Regions from separate parts of the Zea mays genome. Here regions 1 and 2 are each linked to region 3. The links are chromatin contacts, called in public Hi-C maps. All regions are on one chromosome and are shown on one strand. Each heading gives the region's core, a stretch centred on a gene start, on an enhancer-like site or on the middle of the called end of the contact. The rest is flanking DNA. Distances are from core to core; before and after follow the strand shown.

The links. A called contact is a pair of places that touch in the nucleus more often than the background predicts.
Region 1: a contact with region 3 is called in a Hi-C map of ear, with 3 times the contacts expected there. The contact joins the promoter of LOC103634503 here to the promoter of LOC541919 in region 3. A contact is called at or near these places in 14 of 25 Hi-C or Micro-C datasets (bundle sheath, ear, endosperm and 5 more) and 1 of 3 datasets of contacts at active chromatin or transcription factors (leaf).
Region 2: a Hi-C map of tassel shows a contact between it and region 3, with 2.7 times the contacts expected there. The contact joins the promoter of LOC103634506 here to the promoter of LOC541919 in region 3. A contact is called at or near these places in 2 of 25 Hi-C or Micro-C datasets (leaf and tassel).

The regions. Positions count from the first base shown.
Region 1 is chr1:45,452,991-45,455,890 of Zm-B73-REFERENCE-NAM-5.0, forward strand. LOC103634503 (6-phosphofructo-2-kinase/fructose-2,6-bisphosphatase) reads left to right here and starts at 1,283. Exons shown (of 23, transcript XM_008656332.3): 1 at 1,283-1,917; 2 at 1,999-2,062; 3 at 2,401-2,699. The coding sequence starts at 1,780. It overlaps LOC101202702 (Tetratricopeptide repeat (TPR)-like superfamily protein), which reads left to right. Exons shown (of 5, transcript NM_001279404.1): 2 at 1-11; 3 at 140-251; 4 at 386-517; 5 at 604-832. The coding sequence ends at 678. It also overlaps the pseudogene LOC100383863.
Region 2 is chr1:45,565,461-45,568,480 of Zm-B73-REFERENCE-NAM-5.0, forward strand. It overlaps LOC103634506, which reads left to right and starts at 1,572. Exons shown (of 2, transcript XM_008656348.2): 1 at 1,572-2,485; 2 at 2,967-3,020. The coding sequence starts at 1,704. The coding sequence ends at 2,477.
Region 3 is chr1:45,313,435-45,316,435 of Zm-B73-REFERENCE-NAM-5.0, forward strand. It overlaps LOC541919 (pyruvate decarboxylase 3), which reads right to left and starts at 1,480. Exons shown (of 6, transcript NM_001111582.2): 1 at 812-1,480; 2 at 571-734; 3 at 1-179. The coding sequence starts at 1,339.

The sequences.
Region 1 (2,900 bases), core at 33-2,532, 140 kb after region 3:
TTGCAGGACAAGTGAGTAAGATGACTGAAATGTATTTAACAGAATAAAAAATGCTGAATACCTTCTACTTTTAAATTCTACGGAACGATACTAAATCAAGAAATCAACATTCACCTAATTGTGCTTTCCCTTGTTGTAGAATTGAACAAGGTATTCATAACACTGAGCGAGTAAGGGACAGTGCAAGCGGAAGATATAAGGACCTTAAGATACCATGGGAATGGATGCTCGACTCTGGAGTCATAAGCCAAGTATGTCTTCCTTTCACAGTATGTTCTGTCACAACTCGCAATAAAGGAGAGGCATTTAGTTTCACAAAAGTGTGGAGTCCAAATACAATAATAGACATATGACACATGGTGCATGCCCATCCTACATTAAACAGCTAAAGATGGCTTCCTTGAAGCTTGCAAAAGAGTACATGAACCGCATTGTGAAGACACTGAAGTCAGATCCATTTGCGAATGAGGAGGAGCTGCTTCTGCAAGGTGTCCGCTTTGCCTTCCGCATACATCAGGTAACTTGTTCCGAACCACGAATTAATTCGCAACGACACTTGCAGAAACTAATTAATTAACTGACTGCACCGAAACAAATTTGCAGCTTGCTGGTGGCTTTGACGAAGGATGCAGAAAGGCATTTCAGGAACTAAATACTAATGCAAGCAAGTCAGAGTGATCCGAGTTCACGTGGGTTCAAATAAAAGTCGAGATCACACATAGATAAATATGACACACATAGATTATCAAGTTTTGCCGAGGTTGGCTCCAAGGGTCTCCACCAAGACTTGATGATGGTGCTGCATCTTCTAAAGTTTAATTTATTTGGCATCAGGTGCTGATCTCTTGGATACAAGTTGAGGCTCTGAAAAATTTCTAAACGAATCGTACATATGAGCAGTCGAGCACAAACCTAATTCACCAACATTCTCCCTCGAGAGTTGAGATCGTTAGGTCTTGGTCGATCACCAACACATGCGCGAAGCATGACACAAAAAAGCCATAGAAATGCAGAATCGGTTCCTGGTCCGTTTGGTTTGCACTTTGCAGAACGGGATAGTCTGCCGAACCATCCCAGCCTATGACGTTGTTTGGTTTGAGACGCTAGCTGTCCGTCATGAACGAGCACTAGTGACATGTTAATCTGAGGAAAGAGTCCATCCAGACCACCTCATTCCGAATTGACTCTCACGCCGGATTAAGGCCAACCGGCTAACCAAACACACCGTAGATCACCCACACAAGAACGACGGCAAGACATATGTAAATTATGCCATAAGTACCTGGGTCGCGCCGCTGCCCTTCGTGGGTGGATTCGCTGCAGCGACAACTTGTCGATCGGGTGCCTAACTGACGTCATGTCGCCGCGGCGACGCGCAGCCGCCTGTCGCCGCCGTTTACTTCCCCGCAGGTTTCCACGTTCTTCTTCCCATGGAGACGGGATCGGGGACGGCTCGCTACCTCATCTGGGCCCACGAGCCAGCGAGACGCTCCCGCAGCGTCACCGTCGCGCACCAACTTCCCACTTTCCCAGCTTCGGTTCGGGCTTGCGTTACTGTCGTCATCGCCATATTAGTCACTGATTGGTGGCCCAACATATGTTCCTGGCCCCACTTACTGTGTCACTGCCAGTATATCCTCGATACTGCAACAACTATCGCTCCCGTGTCGGCCCCACTCCAAATCGGCGAGCCCACAACATCGGCGCTTCCTTCCGGCACCTTCCAAAGTTCCAACTTCCAAGTCACGAGAAAGGTTTCGCTTCGAAACTCAACCGGAGATGGCGAGCTCTGGCGGAATCTCCGACCAGCTCTTCGTCTCCGTCAAGTTAGAGAGCCCGCACCTCGCGGAGCTCGACCTCGCCCCCCACCTCTTCGGCTCCCACCCTGTGGCTGGCTCGTGGGACCCCTGCAAGGCCGTAAGCTCCGGATCGCCTCTAGCCTGCGTGATGTGTGCGCGGAGCGGATTTTTGATTCGTTTCGTTTTTTTTTCCACGCAGCTGCCTTTGGAGCGGGCGGCCACCGCCGTGTGGGAGTTCAGCTGCGTCGTGCCTTCGCAGCACGGTAAGTTGGTTGATTTGATCGTGAAGTTTAATAACTTCGCAGGGCCGCAGAGGTCCTTGTTCCTCCATAGTGAGGTTTGGGATAGGAAGAGCGCAATCCGTGCTATGATGTTGGGATGCGCATGCACTGATATTTCAGGAATTGCGCTGTGCTACTTCTAATCGGAATGAATGAATTCAGTGTGTGAGGGAAAAATGTAGTATGTGAAGAGTTAAGCTGTGCTTTTAAAAATGGAAACTAGTACATTGTCAATTGAAGCTGAGGATTTTTTTTATATGTTGAGTAGGATTTCATTTCAGTTGTTATCATTCTAAGTAGTTGTTCGGTGTTTTTACTAGAATCGCTGGATTTCAAGTTTGTTTTGAAGCGAAAAGGTGATAATCCTCAATACATTATTGAGGAGGGACCTAACCGACCATTGGGTTGCCAGAGAAATGAATTTGAGATGGGGAATGCGTTGTTTAAACTCAACGAAGGGAAGGAGGTACTTGAGTGCAAGGTTCAGGTTGAGACAGAAATGTTATCCCCAATTGACTTGGCGGCTAGTTGGAGAGCTCATCAGGAGTATTTTCAGCCTTCAAGGGTGCGGGGGACTCACGATGTCACTATCAACCCTGGGTTAGAAGGCAGGGCCAAGGTCTGTTTCACCTTTTTCATTTTGTATTTGGACGTGAATAGGTTAGTGATATGTATAGAAATTTTAAAAAAATGCAAGACTGGTTATAAAAACAATTATTCAACTAGTGACACTGCCACAGTCTAAATGGCTCCCAAGCAATGGCCGACACTTAACAGTCTGATACTTTCTAACTTTCGAGAGCGCTGTTGTAGATGTAGA
Region 2 (3,020 bases), core at 322-2,821, 250 kb after region 3:
AAAGGAACAGGCGTGAGTCGCTGCCTCGCTGGTAGGTACCGCAAAGTATTCTCGGCTTGCGGCCTGACGCTAGTATATGAGGTGCCTGCTGCCTGCGGCCTGCAGCCACGCTAGAATTCTCTGCTTGTCGAAGTGCAACCACCCTCCACCCGCTCTGCTCGTTCAGTTGCGCTCGCACGACATGCCCGGACGACGCAGCCACAGTCCACCGCCGGAGAGTGCCTCCGGGAATTAGAGCGACGGTGAGACGACGACCCTGATCGACGCGTGGGGCGCCGCCCACCGGCGTCGCGGGCAGCGACGCCTCTTCCTGGGGGATTGGCGCGCTGCGGCCAGCGCCGTGAACGCCCACAGCGCCGCCGCGGGGCGCCGCTTCAACCGCACCCTCGTCCAGTGCCAGACCCGTGTCCGCACCCTCAAGCACAAGCAGCGGTACAAGGAGGAGCTCCTGAAGCAGCCGGCGTCGGGGTGGTGTCACCTCCCGCGGCTCCACGCGTTCCTGGCCAGCCCCGACGAGTCGACTCCGGGCTTTCCGGCCAAGGCGCCGGCGTTCGTCAAGCAGGAGGAGGAGGAGAAGGTGGCCGGAGGAGGCATTGGGCTGGTGGGGAGCTGGACTGTTCCGAGGAGGCCGAGGAATGCGGCCGCAGCAGGGACGGGATTCTGCCCGGGGGCGGTGGTGACGAAGCTGGCGGAGGTGTACGAGCGCGTGGAGCTGGCCAGAATCGGCGCCGAGAAGGTGAAGACGGAGATGCAGCAGGAGATGGGAGGTGTAGAAGGCCATGTTCAGCGCCCTGAAGGTGGAGCAGTAGAAGCTGAAAACTACTGCCACTGACCATGAAACATGGATGCACGGTAGAATTATGCTAGCTCCAATACTTGACTTTAGTGTAGTCGACAACAACAACATATCTAGGAGTAATGCTTACCAGGAGTGACCTTTGTTGCTAAGGAAATCATGAATGACTGGATGAAAGATTAACTAAATGGTCGGATCGTGCATCGTACCAGTACACTTTTAGTTCCATTTTTTTTGTACTGGCACTGCAGTTACTTGCTGTTGCTAGGCGCTACACGTTGATGTCCAATCATTTTAGAAGATTACTATTACTTGGCACGAGAGTCCGTCACGGTATGACACGTCTTGTCATCGTGTCCAATAATAACGTGTCTGTTTAGCACCGTGTCGTATTCAGAAGTCAGAACCAATGCCGTAGTAACAGTAATCCTCCTCAGCTAGTCTGCTCTCTGCTGCGCCCCGTCGACTCCCGCAGACGCGCGCCGGCCGCCAGTCCGCCACCGCGCACCGGCCGCCCGTCGCGGCCGCGGCGAAACCAGGCCGTGGGATGGTGACTGATCGCCTCCCACCAGCGGGAGGACAAAGTGGTGACCAACCAGCGTTTCAGTGGCAGCACAGTACCAAGCCAACCCAGGCCGATGGAGCAGCAAAAAACCTCAGCGTGATCGCACGCAAGCCCACTCACCCCTGCACCGCGCCGCGCCGCGCCGTGGATGCACGCATCATCCACCCACCTATATATACACACGCGTACGACGGAACCACGCAGAAGTTATGGGTGGACGCGACGCGACCGACTGGCCAATCGATTGAGCAGCAGCACAAACATCACACGCTCCTCACGGCCGCACCCAACCGGACTCGCCTCGCCTCCCTTTCGAACCAGCCTCTCTCTCCGCCAGCGCGGATGTCGTCGTCGCGCCGCCGCCCGCCCCCGCCGCCGCCGGCGTGGACGCCCGAGCCGTGGAGCGACGGGGAGACGTCCGCGCTGCTCGACGCATGGGGCCCGCGCCACCTCCGCGCGTGCGGCGGCGCGCTCCGCCCCGCCGACTGGCGGGCCTGCGCCGACGCCGTCACCTCCCGCCGCGCCGCGGCCGGCCGGGCCCCGCGCACCGTCGACCAGTGCAAGAACCGCCTGGATTATCTCAAGAAGCGCCTCAGGGCCGAGCGCTCCAGGCCCAAGGGGGCCCCGCCGACGCCGCCGCCGGTCTCGGGGTGGCTCACCCGCCTCCGCGCGCTGCTGCACCTCGCCCCCTCCGCTCCTCCCGGGTTCGCGCACCGTCTTGGCGCCAAAACGCCCAAGGTGGAGGAGGAGGAGGAGGTGTTGGACGAGAAGCCGAGCGGCGGGGCTCCTCTGCCCCGCTACTGGCCGCCGGTGCCGAAGCGGCCGAGGACGGCGGTGTCGCTGTCGCCGTTGACCGCCGCCTCCGGGGACCACCCTGGAGGCGGTGGGAGGAATTGCACGGAAGTGGCGGCGGCTCTGGATAGGCTTGCCGGGACGTACGAGCGGGTGGAGGCCGCCAAGCAGAGGGAGGCCACGCGGCTGGAGGAGCGGCGCCTGGAGGCGATGCGTGATCTCGAGATCGAGCGCATGCGGCTCCTCGTCGACGTCGCCGTCACCGCCTCCGTCGTTGTCGATGGCGCCGCCGCGACCGCCACAACCGCCACCGGCGACTTCTAGTTGGTGAGGTATGGTTTTTGCTCTGGGTAAACGCGTGCTTGCGCTAGCAGGGACCAGGTCACGAAATGATTATTGCGGGATTCACGTTCGATAATGGTTGGTTCATGTTGGAATTGTGAGGCAGCGCGGCTAGAAATTTCCACTTCACTATGAGAATATCAGCTAACACATGATCACTCGATTTGGCTAGACATTCTTAATTTCTAGAATGGGCATCGAATTGGTTGCTCATATCGTTTGGTATGTAGTAGTGTAGGAATGCTGATCTTTCTGATGAAACTACTCATTATGCAAGCTTACCCCTGCTGAAATCTCCTGTCTCACCTCTAGCAAACAGAGACGATTCAAATTTCCATAAGCGACTGTTATTGTTCAGAAATGGAGTGATAATCTGCTTTGAATGCATGAGAAGTTAATCACGTGTGACTGTTCGATTTTCCAGAAGATACAACTCCGTGACAGTTTTGTTGTCTTTGTTCTCTTTTGCAGAGGGACTTGGATAACTGGCTGGCCAAGGTAGCCAATTCCAGCCTATATGTTTTT
Region 3 (3,001 bases), core at 230-2,729:
CCTTGGCCGATGGCATCACGGCATAGGCATAGCCACTGGCATCTACCATATCGACAAATGCCTTTCCTGCCTTTGCCACACGCAGTTTGGGGCCGGCGACAAGGACTGGCTTCACCGCCTTGTTCAGGAATTCGACAGTTGCCTCCACTGCAGCCTCTAGCCCCATCTTGTTGCTCGTCCTGCAGTGTTACAACGGAATTATTAATATCAAGGTTTCTGATAGCATCAAGTTTCCCACAGTTGCAGTGCCATATTACAAGTTTACAGACATGTCACTCATCAAAATGACTTAAAAATCATATGACACTGCATTATCACATAAGATGATTGCTTATCTAGCCTGAAGATTTCATCAGATGACTTCATGTATAATGGATATTGCATTGTCTCAGTGCTACCTATTCAATTAGAACGTGACAACGTTGCAAATTTGAAGAGTTTTTGGTGGATAAGTTTCATGATCCAATAAAAGTTACTATCATTGTTGCCTAAAAAAACAGCCCGTGGATCTGAAAAAAAGGACAGGTGGTCCCTGAGGGTGAGTAATGTGAGAAAAAGGACATTTGGTACCTGGGGGTGAGGAAGAAGGGCACTGGGTCGCGGCTGAAGGTAGGATGAGGCAGCCCAGGGAGGTTGCAGCTGATGCTGAGGTACACGGGCTTGCTCTCCCTCAGTGCCGTGGCAATGGCCGTGTCGATCTGCTCGTGCGCGTCATCCAGATTGTTCACCACCGCCTGAATCCACGAACAGGCAACCAGATGAAACGGGCACTCAAAATCACAAGCAAAAGTGGGTCCACACAGGGACTCACCTGATGGCAGGTGACGGTCTGGAAGCAGCGGAGCTCCTGCGAGAAGTCGGGGAGGCCGATGGTGTGGTGGAGGATGCGGTTGGTCCCGTAGTCGTTGGAGTTGGGCCCGCCGGCGATGCAGATGACGGGCAGGTTCTCGCTGTAGGCGCCCGCGATGGCGTTGAGCACGCTGAGCCCCCCGACTGTGAACGTGACGGCGCAGGCCCCGACGCCGCGCGCGCGCGCGTACCCGTCGGCGGCGTACCCGGCGTTGAGCTCGTTGCAGCAGCCGACGAGGCGCAGGCCGGGCTCGGCGATCAGGTGGTCGAGCAGCGTGAGGTTGAAGTCCCCCGGAACCGCGAATACATCGTTGACGCCGACCTGCACGAGGCGACGCGCGAGGTGGCGCCCCAGCGACGCCTCCCCCGCCGACAGGGTCGCCGCGGGCTGCGCCGGCGTGGACGCCATCGGGCACCCCGGCGCCGACGCCGGGCAGCCAACCGTCTGGTTCGACGCCGCCCCGTTCACGGATCCGATATGGGTGTCCATGGATCGGTCAAGCACCAACGGATCAGAGGATCAAGGTGGGTGGAAAGGGCGGCCGGGCCGAGTGGAGTTGCAGCAGAGCGGGGGCAGTGGTGGACGAGGATGATTTATTGTGGTTTTCTGAGGTTTTCCGCTTTGACGTGTGTTGTTTGGTTCGGTGAGTTGGCGGAGGGGACAACACTTGTCATTTTATACCGAGGTGGCGCAGAGGGGTGTGCACGGGATTTTCGTGTAATCACGGGGGCGTTTCGCGTAGAAACCGTCGTCTTTCGGCGAAAACCAGGGGCTGCGCAACCGCAGTGGACGGTGGGGGGAAGGCCGGAGCCCGGAGAGCCCGTGCCCGGCCGGGGTGCACTCGCGAGACGTGGGACGGGACAGGACAGGGTTGCCGTGCGTGGTTGCCCCACGCGTCGGTGTAACGAAGGGCGCGCGAGGTAGCCGCCTCGTGGGTTTCAGTGGATTCGGCGCGTGTGGGTTGGCGGTGGTTTTGGTTTGGGGCGCACGGCACGTCCCGGTTTTGGGTGTTTGTTTGCTGCGCACGGTGGACTCCGGTTTGACTTCCATTCCGGCGTCCTACCCTACGTTGTCTTTATACGCATTCAGGATCCGAACCGATATGTATCGGATACATCTTTTTTTTTCAAACAATAATGACACATAGATACGGTTAGTATATTTTAATAAAATTATTATTATATAAAATTACAAGCTAAAATTTGTTATCTAGCAAGCTTTAACTTAAAACTTAGTGGTTTCAAAGCAATTCATGCAACACATTATTTGATTCAGAAAGTGAAAAAATACCTGCATAAACAAAGTATTTATACGTATAATCTCTTGCTTAGCCTCAACGACCTCTTTTAAGTAGTTTTAATATTTTTCTACTAACGAAAATGATTGTAATCTTATGTCTGATGTAACGAAATGAGGATAGAAAAGCTGATTGCTCTTCATGGTAGTTGGGCACTTGGGCCTATATAGGCTATTTTCTACTTTTGGTCAGTATCCAAATTTTTCAGTGCGGACGTGTATCCAAGAAGTTTCCTAGCCGACATATATAGGATACTGACACCTCTCAAAAGTATCAACGTACGTAATATAGCCGGCAGCTAGGATGAAAACAAATGCAAAAGCAAGTTTGAGAAATCTACTTTTTCAAAGAATTTCTATTTTTCTAGAGAAAAATGAATTAATTTCCTATGGAAAAAATGAAAACACTTTAAAAAACGAGGTTTCAAACTAGCCCTAAATGAAAAACTTCCCTTATGTTTTCGCTTTCATGTTTTTTGACGAGCTATAGCTAGGATAAAAAAAAACAAAATTAGAATATACAAACACGAAAATAAATAATTAGAGCTAAAGAGCCATTTTTTTTTTAAATTTAGACAATGTAATCTTTTATTTTCAAGTACACATGAATAAAATCACGAAAATTGGTACCATATTTATTTGCGTACCATGTAGATTAATATACATATGCGTAGACAAGGGGGCTAGCGGGGCCGTGATCCCCCAACAAAAAGAAATTTTGTTTTGTACTTGTATGTCTATGGCTAAAATAAAAAAGTTAGTTTATAATAGGTTGATATTTACTATGTATTTAACACATATATGTGTTAATTGTTATGACTAATGACTATTATATATTGTATATATATATATATA